Regions from separate parts of the Mus musculus genome. Here region 2 is linked to region 1. Evidence: chromatin contacts called from public HiChIP or PLAC-seq data. All regions are on one chromosome and are shown on one strand. The core of a region is the stretch at or near the end of the contact, and the rest is flanking DNA. Distances in the headings are between cores, read along the strand shown.

Region 1 (5,848 bases), core at 1,557-4,056:
TATTTTATAAGCTTACTTAACATATATTAATAACACAGAATTATATTAAGACATTATAATAACCATATAATAATAACACATATATTAATAACACTGCATTTGAGAAGCAGAGGCAGGTAGATCTGTCTGAGTTCAAGGCCAGCCTGGTCTACATAGCAGGTTCCAGGCCAGTCAGAGCTACACAGAGAAAATCTTTTCTTGAACCCACCCCCCCCCCCCAAAAAAAGAAGTGTACTATACATGTGAATGTTGTGTGTGTGTGACATGGGTGATAATGCTCCTCTCAAGAGCCAAAGACTACCAAAATCTCTAGTGCCAGGCATGGAAACCTCCCTTTGTACTGTTGGTTAAGGAGGTCCAAGGTTGCTTTTTTTTTTTTTTTTTTTTACTTTGAGATTTATTTCTTTTTATGTGCATTGGTGTTCTGCCTGCATGTCTGTGAGAGGCGCCAGATCCTCAGCAACTGGAGTTACAGACAGCTGTGAGCTGTCATGTGGGTGCTGGGAACTGAACTCAGTCCTCAAGGACAGTGCTCTGAACCACTGGGCCATCTCTCCTGCCAGGTCGCTCTCTTTTCAAGTAAGATCCAGGTTAGGTGACAATGACAAGGTACTTAAATGCTGAGGAGGCTTCACCTTCCTCTGTCAGAGAAACTGCAATCCAGTGGAATTTTCGAACAGACCCAGGGCAGGGTCAGATGGGCTTCCTGCTTTGCTTGCCTCCGGGGCTCTATGGAATCTAATGAAACATAGTAATGTCACCTCTCTAGAGCCTGGTACAATACAAGAACCTCCTCTGGACTGGAACACAGCTTAGCAGAACAGACTGTCTTTATACCTCAGCCTCTAAGAACTGCCACTTCCCCAAGCTGATTAGCATTCTAAGTAAGATGTGATGTGAGAAGAAAAACACCGGGTGGGTGCAGGATTTTGGAATTCTGTTTTTGTCATTGTGGTTTTATATAGCTCTAGCTGTCCTGGAACTCTTTATGGAGACTAGACTGGCCTTGAATTCAGAACTCAGAGATCCTTCTACTTTGGCCTCCATAGTGTTAGGATTAAAGAAGTGTGCTACCACCTTGCTGGGTCAGGATTCCCAAATTCAAACCTGTGATGCAACATGATCTCAGAGAAGTAAGTCCTTTTCCCTCGGGAGCTGACAGACTCCCTGTGTAAATCTTGCAGGTTGCACTACATTGTTGCTGTTCCTGGTACAGACATTAATTAGATACAAGCATGTAGTTATTCAAAATGTGGTTCTAGGATAGCAAGATGGCTCAGCAGGTAAAGGCACTTGTTGCCGAGCTTAAAGCTTATTCTCTCTCTGTCTGTCTCTGTCTCTGTCTCTTTCTCTCTCTGTCTCTCTGTCTCTCTGTCCCTCTGTCTCTCTCTCAGCTGGGAGTTGTGGTACATGCCTTTACCTCAGAGCTTGGGAGGTGGGGGAGGCAGGCAGATCTGAGCTCCAGACTGGCTTTGGCTGCATAGTGAGACTCTGTTTTAAAAGTGAATAGGAGGGGCCATAATAAATGTTTTAGTGTGTTGGATGATGCTCTGTTCCTTCCTAATATTTACTGCTTCCCTAAATACTAGGGCACTTACCAGGCTAGACCCGTCTAGGTACTGCAGGATACAGAAGTGAACAAAATCTAGGTGCCATTGTAGCTGGTCATGATGGACATGATGACATGCCCATAGTCTCAGGCTTGGGAGACTGTACCGGGAGTATGGTCCTGACTCGGGACCATCCTGGGTTATATATCCAGTACCAGGCTAGCAAAAGAATCAAAGCAAAACCTCTTGTCTAAATTACATAGGAGATTGGGGCAATGTCATAATCAATAAAATGTGCGGAAGCCCGGGGACCCATGTGCAGATACCCAGCACTGTAGGTAAAAAGCGACAGACCAGAGCTCAGGGGACTGTGATCCCGACTCTGAAGAGAGAGAAACAGCAGAATCCCTAGGACCCGTTGGTTAGCTCTCTAGTCAAACTTGTAAGAGACCGTGACTCAGAACAGAGAGGAGGAGTTGAGATGGCCCAGTGGATAAACCTCACGCTTGCTGCCTAAGCATGAGGACTTGCTTGTAAACCCCGAATCCACATAAACAGAGGGTGCTGTGGTACTTGCCTGTCACTGAAGCTCTGTGGGAGTAGGGACAAGTGGAACCATGGAGTCGTCCCAGCCCTCGTTCAATGGTTCTCAAACTGTGGGTCGGGACCTCCTTTGCAAACCTCTATCTCCAAAAGTTTATTCATAACAGTAGCAAAATTACAGGTTTTCTTTTAAAGACTTATTTATTTTATGTATATGAGTACACAGTTGCTGTCTTCAGACACACCAGAAAAGGGCATCGGATCCCATTACAGATGGTTGTGAGCCACCATGTGGTTGCTGGGAATTGAACTCAGGACCACTGGAAGAGCAGTGAGTGCTCTTAACCGCTGAGCCACCTTTCCAGTCCAACAAAAATATAGTTATGAAATAACAATGAGAATAATTTTATGGTTGGAGGTCACCCAACATGAGGAACTGTATTTAAAGGTCGCAGCATTAGGAAGATTGAGAACCGCTGGGGCCTAGTTGAAAAAACAAAACAAAAAAGTGAGCCCCAGGTTCAGAAAGAGAGAATCTATCTCGAAAGCTAAGGTGGGGAGCAGGAGAAGACAGCAGCAGAGATCAACTTCTGGATGGACACACACACACACACACACACACCCAAACCATGAACAAAAATGTATCAGGAAAGGGGGATGGGCTGCTGGCTCCCAGTGACGTCACGGGCGCTCTGTGACGCGGCTCCTCTGTGACGGTGACAACAGCACAGCAGCGGGAGGGTCGGCCGAGCCGCCGCGGGGCTCACGCAGGGTGCTACCCTGCGGCGCGAGGCAGCTGAGGAAGGGCCGAGGGCTTTGGCTGCGGCGACTTCGGCTTCCCAGAGGGGTAGCCCAGGTCAGGATGCGGCGGAGCCCCCGCTCAGGCTCGGCCGCATCCTCTCATAATCACACACCCAACTTCTACAGCGAGAACAGCAATAGTTCCCACAGCGCGACTTCGGGGGACAGCAATGGGCGCCGGTCCGCTGGGCCGGAGCTCGGGGAGCCCGAGGGCAGAAGGGCCCGGGGCTCGAGCTGTGGTGAGCCCGCCTTAAGCCCAGGAATGCCCGGAGGAGACACATGGGCAGGAAGCTCTCGGCCGAAGCTGGCGCCTCGGAGCCACAATGGGCAGACCGCCTGTGGCGCGGCAACCGTGAGGGGCGGGGCCTCGGGTGCGGGCGGGGTCGAACCCGGGGGCGAGAGGGCGGGGCGGGCTCGGGGGCGGGGCCCGGCGCGGACCTGGGTGCAGAAGCCCCGACCTGGCTCACGAGGGGACGTGCTCGACACGTGTCCCTCGGGGGCGAGCTCGGTGCCATGGCCGGTCCCGGGAGGGGGCGGAGGAAATCCTGTGCCTGGGCATGGCTGAGGAGGTGCCGCAGGGCCGGCGTGAGTGTGACCCTAGTCCGGCCGCACGGGGACTCAGACTGGGGGGCGGTTTCCACTGATTGAGACTCTCCAGCTCCGGGTCTGGGCGTGTGCAGGGAGTGTGACCTGGGGCAAAGGCCTGGACTAAAAGCCTGTTTGAGAGGCTGCCCAGCTGTTTGGCACTAGGGTCAGGAGCCTGCGCCCGGGCCCCGAGGGGAAGAGCGGGCCTGTGGTGCACAAAACCTCAATGGTGCCCTGGGCTCTTGCAGAACCGTCTGGATCTTCTGTAGTTTTGGAGGAACAACTCAACCTTCTCCCGATCCTGGATCTGAGGCAGGAGATGCCTACCCCGAGGGTGTCCAAGAGCTTCCTGAGTACGAGCCAGGCCAGCCCCATCCCCTCTGACCTTGGCACTCAGAACCCCATTTCTGCTGAGTCTGAGTCAGAGAAACCAGCCCAGATGCCCTTTGACCTCTGCTCTCGGACCCCCGCCCCTGTTCCCAGTTCTCCTCCTCGAGCCTGTGCCCTAGTGTCCAGCCTCAGCTCATTTCCCCAAACGACCCTTGCCTCCTGAGCCCCAGACTCTTGTCCTCCGCACCACCCCAGTCCCCACCCCGGCTTCTCTTGAGCCCTTCTGAACCTGCACTACCTCACCTTCATGGATCACCCTCTCTGAGCTGCTTCTCCGGTCTCCGTCCCTAGGCCTCCTCTTTCAGGTGCTGAGCATGGTGTTATCCCTGGCAGTCGATGGGCTGGTCTGTGTGTGCAGGTCAGAGGGAACGGCAGGGCTCAGGGAAGGGCAGCAGGGCTGGCCCCACCCAGGCTAGAGCAGATCCAGATCTGCTTGAGTTCCCAGAAACTGGGCGGGTCTAGGACCCCCACGGTCGAGGCTTGAGTGGTTCAGGGCCTCTAGGCAGCAGCTTCCACTCCTGTTCTTTAGGGAAATCTGCTCCATCCGCTTCCTGTTCACTGCTGTGTCGCTCCTGAGCATCTTTCTGGCAGGTGAGGAGCATCGATTCCCTGGGACCCAGCTCTGCAGGTTTGGGGCCAAGTCCAGCCCCCCCCCCCCGAACTCCGTCTTGGTGGCCTTCAGCCCATTCTAGTGACCCCCCCCATCTTGGTCTCCCGAGTGTGCTCCGGCAGCCCTAGGTTTCACCCCAACTCCTTGCTTTCTTCCTTGTCCTCTTACATCAGAGGACACCTTTCCTCTTTTTCTTCCTCCAGCACTCTGGTGGGGGCTCCTGTACCTGATCCCTCCTTTGGAGAACGTGAGTTGGGGAGACCTATGTCTCCAGGTGGGGTGAGGTTGTGTGTATGTGGGGGGCATCCCTGGGCTGTTGGGATGGGGGCAGTGTAGGAAGCACTGAGTATAAATCCCCATGGGCCAACCAAGAATGGTAGGGCAATGTTGACAGAGAAGGGTGCTTACTGGTCCCTTCCTCCACAGGAACCTACGGAGATGCTGACTCTAAGGTGAAAGGGCAGCTGGGGCAGGCCTGGGCAACACTGGCAATGCCTCTGTGGGTGCTTTCTGAGAGGAATGCACAGGGACAGGTAGCTAACTGCATGGTACCCACCTCCCAACTACAGCCAATACCACCACCGCGTGCATTCCCAGGGCCAGCAACTGCAGCAGCTCCAGGCAGAACTGAATAAACTCCACAAGGAGGTGTCCAGCGTTCGTGCAGCCCACAGTGAGGTGGGCTATGGCCCAGCTGGGAGGCTCAGGGGTCTAGCTGTGTTCACTTGGAAGACTGGGTCCCAGTGTGGGGAATCTTTCTCAAGGCCCTTAAGTTCCTACCTCAGAGCATCGAGTTACTGAGAAGCAGGCCTGCCTATAAGCTAGTTCACAGTCCTCCTGGGTCACCCTCTGCCTTTCTAGAGAGTGGCCAAGCTCGTGTTCCAGAGGCTGAATGAAGACTTCGTGCGCAAACCTGACTATGCACTGAGCTCTGTGGGTAAGACACAGAGAGATGTGGAAAGAGCTGGAGTGACGGTCCTAGACAGCCATTCTACCGCGCTGTTGAGAAGTCCCAGTAGGAGCCCCTGAAATTGACTTGTGCCTGTTCCAGGAGCCTCCATCGACCTGGAGAAGACGTCCAGTGACTACGAGGACCAGAACACTGCCTACTTCTGGAACCGCTTGAGCTTCTGGAACTATGCCCGCCCGCCTTCTGTCATATTGGAGGTGGGCCTGGAGCCAGAGGGCTTGGGGACAGTACCAAGGGGCAAGAGCTGGGGACAGGAGTCAGCCTGGTGCAGGGAGGAGTGGAGCCCAGGTCAGTTTGGCTCCAGGAGGCACTCCCCACTGGAAGAAGAATCTGGCATATTATGGTAGGGCGCCAACCAGGCAGAATCTGGACTTAACACTGAAGAGACCCAGCATTGCT
Region 2 (5,147 bases), core at 1,837-4,336, 770 kb after region 1:
GGTCAGGACCCGGAGCTCATTATCAGGAAGGCTCTCTCCTTCCAGGGATGGATGCAGTCTCTCTACTTATTTGTGTTTGGTTGTATTGAGACAGGGTCTCCTGCTCTACAGCAGCGGTTCTCAGTCCCTAGGGTCGTGACCTCTTTGGGGGCAGTGTCACATGGTGTGGATCAGATATTTACATTATGAGTCATAACAGTAGCAAATTTCGTTATGAAGTAGCAACAAAAATAATATTATGGTTGGGGGTCACCACAACATGAGGAACTGTATTAAAGGGTCACAGCATTAGGAAAGTTGAGAACCACGGCTCTAGAGCTAAGGCTGACCTTGAACTCACAATTCTCCTGCCTTACCTCTGGAGTGCTGGGTTTACTGACAAGCTTTGACACACAGGCCTGAGGGAGCTTTTGAGAAAACCTCCAAGTCACTGGGTTCCTTTTTTCCGTTTTATGGAAGATCTGAGCATTGAAGCTTTCTCTTTTGAGACAAGGTCTCACAGTGTACCTATAGCTCGCAGTGTACCTATAGCTCGCAGTGTACCTATAGCTCGCAGTGTACCTATAGCTGGCCTGGAACTCACTGTGTAAACCAGGACGGCCTTGAGCTCACAAAGATCGACTTGCCTCCATCTCCAAGTGCTGAGATTAAAAGCTTGAGCCACCTCGCTCAGCAGTTTCTTACTGTATGGGGGAACGGGGGAAAGGTTTCTTGCCACAACAGTAGTGTGTATCCATAGTGCTGGATTTCAAGTTCACGTTTGCTAGAGAAGATTGACTCTACCAAAACTAGATGAGAGCCAGGTGTGGCAGGAAAAACAGCCTCAGGAAGCTGAAGTACAAGAAGGATTCCAGACCCCCCACATCTCAATAAATAAATAAATATAAATAATAATAACTTACCATCAGGCATGGGGATTCACGTGTGCAGTGTGCAGTGCTATTTGGGAACCTGAAGCAAGAATATCCTTGAGCACCGGAGTCTGAGGCCAGCCTGAGAAACAGAGAGACTTGTTACAAACCAAACCAAACCCCAGTTGGAAAAAGCTTGTCAGGATTATCAATACGTCTGGCCAAAGTCCCTTCTAGGCCGAATATTATAGCTGAAAATAAACTCATGTCAGACCTCTCTGACTTGGAACACAGATTTACGGGATCGTATGGTTCCATGATTATCAGTTACCATCCAGATCCCAGGAAGGGCACCTAGACGTTTGGCTTTTCCAGAACAGCGGTATGAAGAATACTCTCATGCAAGCTTTAACTTCATGCACAGCTGCTCCAGGATCATGAACCCAGGAGTGGGAATGCCTGGGGTGAAGATGCACAGAGCTTAAACTACATTTACAGAGCAGTCAGACCTGGCAACTGTCGAGTTCATGGTATATTTAGGCTAGGGAAGTTGTTTATGTGAAATCCTGACACAGAGCCAGCCTGACACAGAGCCCCCCTCACCCCAACCCTGGATCCTGCCAAGCGGGTCAGGGAGACTCCAGACCTGTCACCCAGCATTCAGTCCGCTCTGCTGCTGGCCATGGGGAGGAACGCGTCACTCATGTGAGCAGGCCTGGGGTCACTGGTGGAATCCGTGGGCTTGTGACTGCCCACCAGAGGCTCCTGTCACAAAGAAAAGACACCTGCTGCACACGCCTGGATCGTATGAGATCCAGGGCACATCTCCAGATTCACTGGGCTATCCCTCTATTTTCCCTCCATGTCACACCTATATGACAGTCCCTGCTTTTTGCCAAGACCTAATTGGTTTTTACTTTTCTTACCTAAGATTTCCCATCTCCTTCATTCTTTCAAAGGTCTGTGGCTGGAATATGACTTGGCTAAGAAATTGCTTGTGACCAACTCTCTGAGACTTGGTGTCACCATCAGTAAAAAAGAGGGTTCTGGGCAATGTTTTTGATTTTGGATGGCCATCTTGGTTTCAAGGATTTCCAGGCAAGTCCGGCTTCTATGAAACCCACCTTAAGATGCTTTTAATCGGCATCCTGACTGGCTTAGGGCCTTCTGGTAGGAAAACTTAACTTTGGTTGCCAAAGTTTTTGTGACTACAGTACAACGAAAAACAAAAGCTTGAGTCTGCTGCAGCAATGACAGCTGTTGTCTCTGTCACTTAGCTGCAGCAGGTGCGCCACTCTTAAGTCTGACCCAAGACCCAAACTCAACAGTAAAATGATTAGAAGATAACAGCATTAAAAAAAATAACAATCAGGGAAGACTGTTCGGATGCTGTTGGTTCTGGCACGTGGGTCTCAGGTTTCTGGGCCTATATGATCACAAACCCAGAAAAGGCCTGTTAGCTGGAGTTAGGCTATGCCACACTTATGCAGATAGCAAGAGACAGACAAACAGTCAGGGAACTTGGACGCAAGGAAAACTTGAGGTAAAATGACCCTAGCCTGGACCGCTGGAAGCGCCTAGCCTCACCCTCTCCAACTGGGGTTAGCCACCAAGGGAAAGGCTCGGCTCTATCATCAGACCCACCTGGCCAAAGGACACTGGCACACGTGGTAAGGCAGGGACCAGCGAGTAAATGCGGCCACCTCCAAATTGCGACACGGTGCCTGCCTCACTCACGCTCCTGGGGTGCAGCCTGTACTCACCCCTGGCCGACCATCTGCGCTAGGCTTGGGGTTTTATCCCAAGTGGTCTTCGCCGCGCCGTTTGCCTTATGAGCGGACAAAACAACTGGTCCTTTAGCACCTGGGAGTTACTCTGAGCCGACTGAGCCTCAGTTTCCCCATCCCCACAAGGGCAAGCTCCCAGAGGAGGAGGCGAACTTACAAAGGTACGGGGACTGGCACCCTTTGTGCCTGGTAGTGCCCCCACCCCCATGGAGGAGCACACAGTAGGCGCTCCGGAAACACTCTCTGAAAGGAGGAGCGGGCCACTTCCTGCCCTGGAGCTGACTCCGGGAGCCCTGGTCCCACCGCTCCGCCCCGGGCCCCGGCCATGCGGCATTCCTAAGGTGGGTGGGCGCAGGAAGGAGGTGCCGCGGGCCCGCCCCCTCCGACGCGTGGGCGGGGCGAAGCCCCCTGGCTCTGCGGGCCCGCCCCCGAGGGTGGGCGTAGCTGGCCACGCTCTGCACAAAGTTTGTTTCTGCCTCGGGGCGGTGGGGGAGGGTGCGGCAGGCGGGATGGGAGGAGAGGGGATCTGACGTCAGGTCGCGAGGTGCTTTCCAGCCGCGAGCTGTCAGGCGGGTGTCAGACCCGGCAGGTACGCGGCGCGTTCCCCCGGTGCCCCCCGCCCCGGCCGGGTGGTCCCACACCCCACCGAGGCCGCGTGGGCCGGAAAGCCGCCAGGGAAGGTGAGTGCGGGGCGCCGAGGGGCTGGAGACGCGGGAGGAGGCGCGCGGACAACTTGGAAAGTTTCTTGGGGCGACGGGGCGGGGGAGGGGGCGTCGTCCCGGCGCGTGCGACAGTGGGTGTGTGAGCCCCGGGGGTGTGTGTGAGTCGGGACCGCGGAACGCTGGCGCGGAATGCCGGGGTTGGCGGGGGGGGCGCTGTTCGGGGTCCTTGAGGGAGGGCTCGGCTCCCAAAGCTCCCAAAGCTCCTCTGGGAGAGGGCAGCCGGTGCCCTGCAGCGGGGTGAGCGCGCGGGGAGCGGGTTTGTTTGGTTTCAAAAGTGCACGTTGCTAACCGCCGGCAGCCCCCCCCCCTCCCGCACGGCGACAGAGCGGGACCGGGGGCCGCCGAGTGACAGCTGGAGGTGGGGGCCGCGGGCGGGGCTCCGACGGAGAGGGCTTGGGAGCCCGCGCGAGTTCCCCTTTCCTTTGGAACAAAGGAAAGTCTGTCTCCGAGGCATCTGTCACTCCCAGGCGGGCCAAGGCTGTGGGGCGCGTGGGGCTGGCGACGCGGAGAAAGTTTGTGCGCGCCGGGACCCCGGGACCAGGCGAAGGGCAGCCGAGCGTCTTGCGGGGGCTGTGCGCGTCCCCGATGTAGGGGGGGCGGCCAACATGGAGTCCAGGCGCAGAGTTGGGGGGGGGGGGCGGCGCGGAGGTTGGAGCCCAGCCCCCTCTTTTCCCCTCCCCCTCCGGGCCGAGTTCGGAGCACAAAGCCGAGCGCGCACGCTCCGGCGGCCCCGCGCCCCAAGAGTCACCCTGCGCGGAGTACCAGGGAACGGGCTGGGAACTAAACTTTTTCCTGTCCCAAAATGGACACGTGAGTTTTTTTTTTTTCCTTGCAAAGTCGTCCCCCCCCCCCAACCCCCAAGCGCCGGGTGGCGGACCGACAGGGGAGCTGTTGCTCGCACCGTGACTCTGGTGGGGGACAGTTGAGTGAGGGTGCCTTGAGCGCCGGCGGATTCGTCGGCGCCCCATGAGCCATGTGCTCCGTTGCGTCTGGGCCGCGGGGGAGGCTGCGCGCTTTGTGTGAACTGCTGGGAACTCCAGCCTCAGTGTGCGGCCCGGGGGATTGTATCTGGAGCTGGGCGAGTTGTCAGAAAGTTCCTGTGGGAGTGGCTGCAGATGGTGTTGTGGGAGTGTGTAGGAGATTGATGGGGTGCAGTGTCCAAGGGGTGCCTCCAATAACCCAGTTGTATAAAAAACTGATGGATGGCCGGTGTGGTGACGTGCGTGCTCCTGGGTCGGAGAGATCGTGGGTGGGCAGGTCACTTGGAGTTCGTGGGTGGGCGGGTGCAGGAGTTGGGCTAGTTTCGATAGTCTAGTCGTTGGTCCTAGGTATAGTGTGTAAATTTAGCTATGTGTGTTTGTAAAACTCTGGGAACTTGCGGGATGTGAGCAGTGGGTCGGGTCGGTTATTTAAACAGCGCTCAACTTGCAGGAGGGAAATTGAGGTATCGCTGGTGTGCGTGTGTGTCTAACCTGCAGACAACCCTAGGGTGCAGGACCCAGAGGTGGGGAAAGTTCATGCGGAGGGGTGCTCTTCTGGAAGGGAAACTATGAAGACTGGGTTCTGGCAGGCAGCCAGAGTGGAATAAGTGAAGATAACCTTGAGTAAACTTGTCACCCGCCGCCAGCGCTGCCTCCCTGAGCTGGTCTCGCAGCTGTCCTGGTGGCCGACTACATGTCTGCCCTCAGAATGCATCCTCCTTGAGCTCCTCTGAGTAAACACTGCCTCCGAGCAGTGCCCGGTTCACCTCCAGGTGGCCTGGCTGAAGGTAGACCCTTCCCTCGAAA

The links. HiChIP or PLAC-seq counts read pairs in DNA pulled down with a chosen protein or histone mark.
Region 2: a contact with region 1 is called in an HNF4G HiChIP or PLAC-seq map of pancreatic cancer cells. The contact joins the promoter of Tgif2 here to the promoter of Spag4 in region 1. A contact is called at or near these places in 1 of 39 promoter capture datasets (liver), 1 of 484 Hi-C or Micro-C datasets (embryonic stem cells) and 1 of 115 datasets of contacts at active chromatin or transcription factors (pancreatic cancer cells).

The regions. Positions count from the first base shown.
Region 1 is chr2:156,062,407-156,068,254 of GRCm38.p6, forward strand. Spag4 (sperm associated antigen 4) reads left to right here and starts at 2,807. Exons shown (of 12, transcript NM_139151.4): 1 at 2,807-3,265; 2 at 3,728-3,832; 3 at 4,161-4,227; 4 at 4,399-4,460; 5 at 4,683-4,726; 6 at 4,906-4,931; 7 at 5,049-5,157; 8 at 5,341-5,416; 9 at 5,531-5,646. The coding sequence starts at 2,956. It overlaps Gm39970 (a long non-coding RNA gene), which reads right to left and starts at 2,208. Exons shown (of 3, transcript XR_866890.1): 1 at 1,599-2,208.
Region 2 is chr2:156,836,921-156,842,067 of GRCm38.p6, forward strand. Tgif2 (TGFB-induced factor homeobox 2) reads left to right here and starts at 3,087. Exons shown (of 3, transcript NM_173396.3): 1 at 3,087-3,318. LOC115486128 reads right to left here and starts at 4,328. Exons shown (of 5, transcript XM_030252280.1): 1 at 4,262-4,328; 2 at 2,796-4,079; 3 at 1,498-1,616; 4 at 903-993. The coding sequence starts at 4,328. The coding sequence ends at 1,615. It overlaps Gm14230 (a long non-coding RNA gene), which reads right to left and starts at 1,169. Exons shown (of 2, transcript XR_003953756.1): 1 at 1,126-1,169.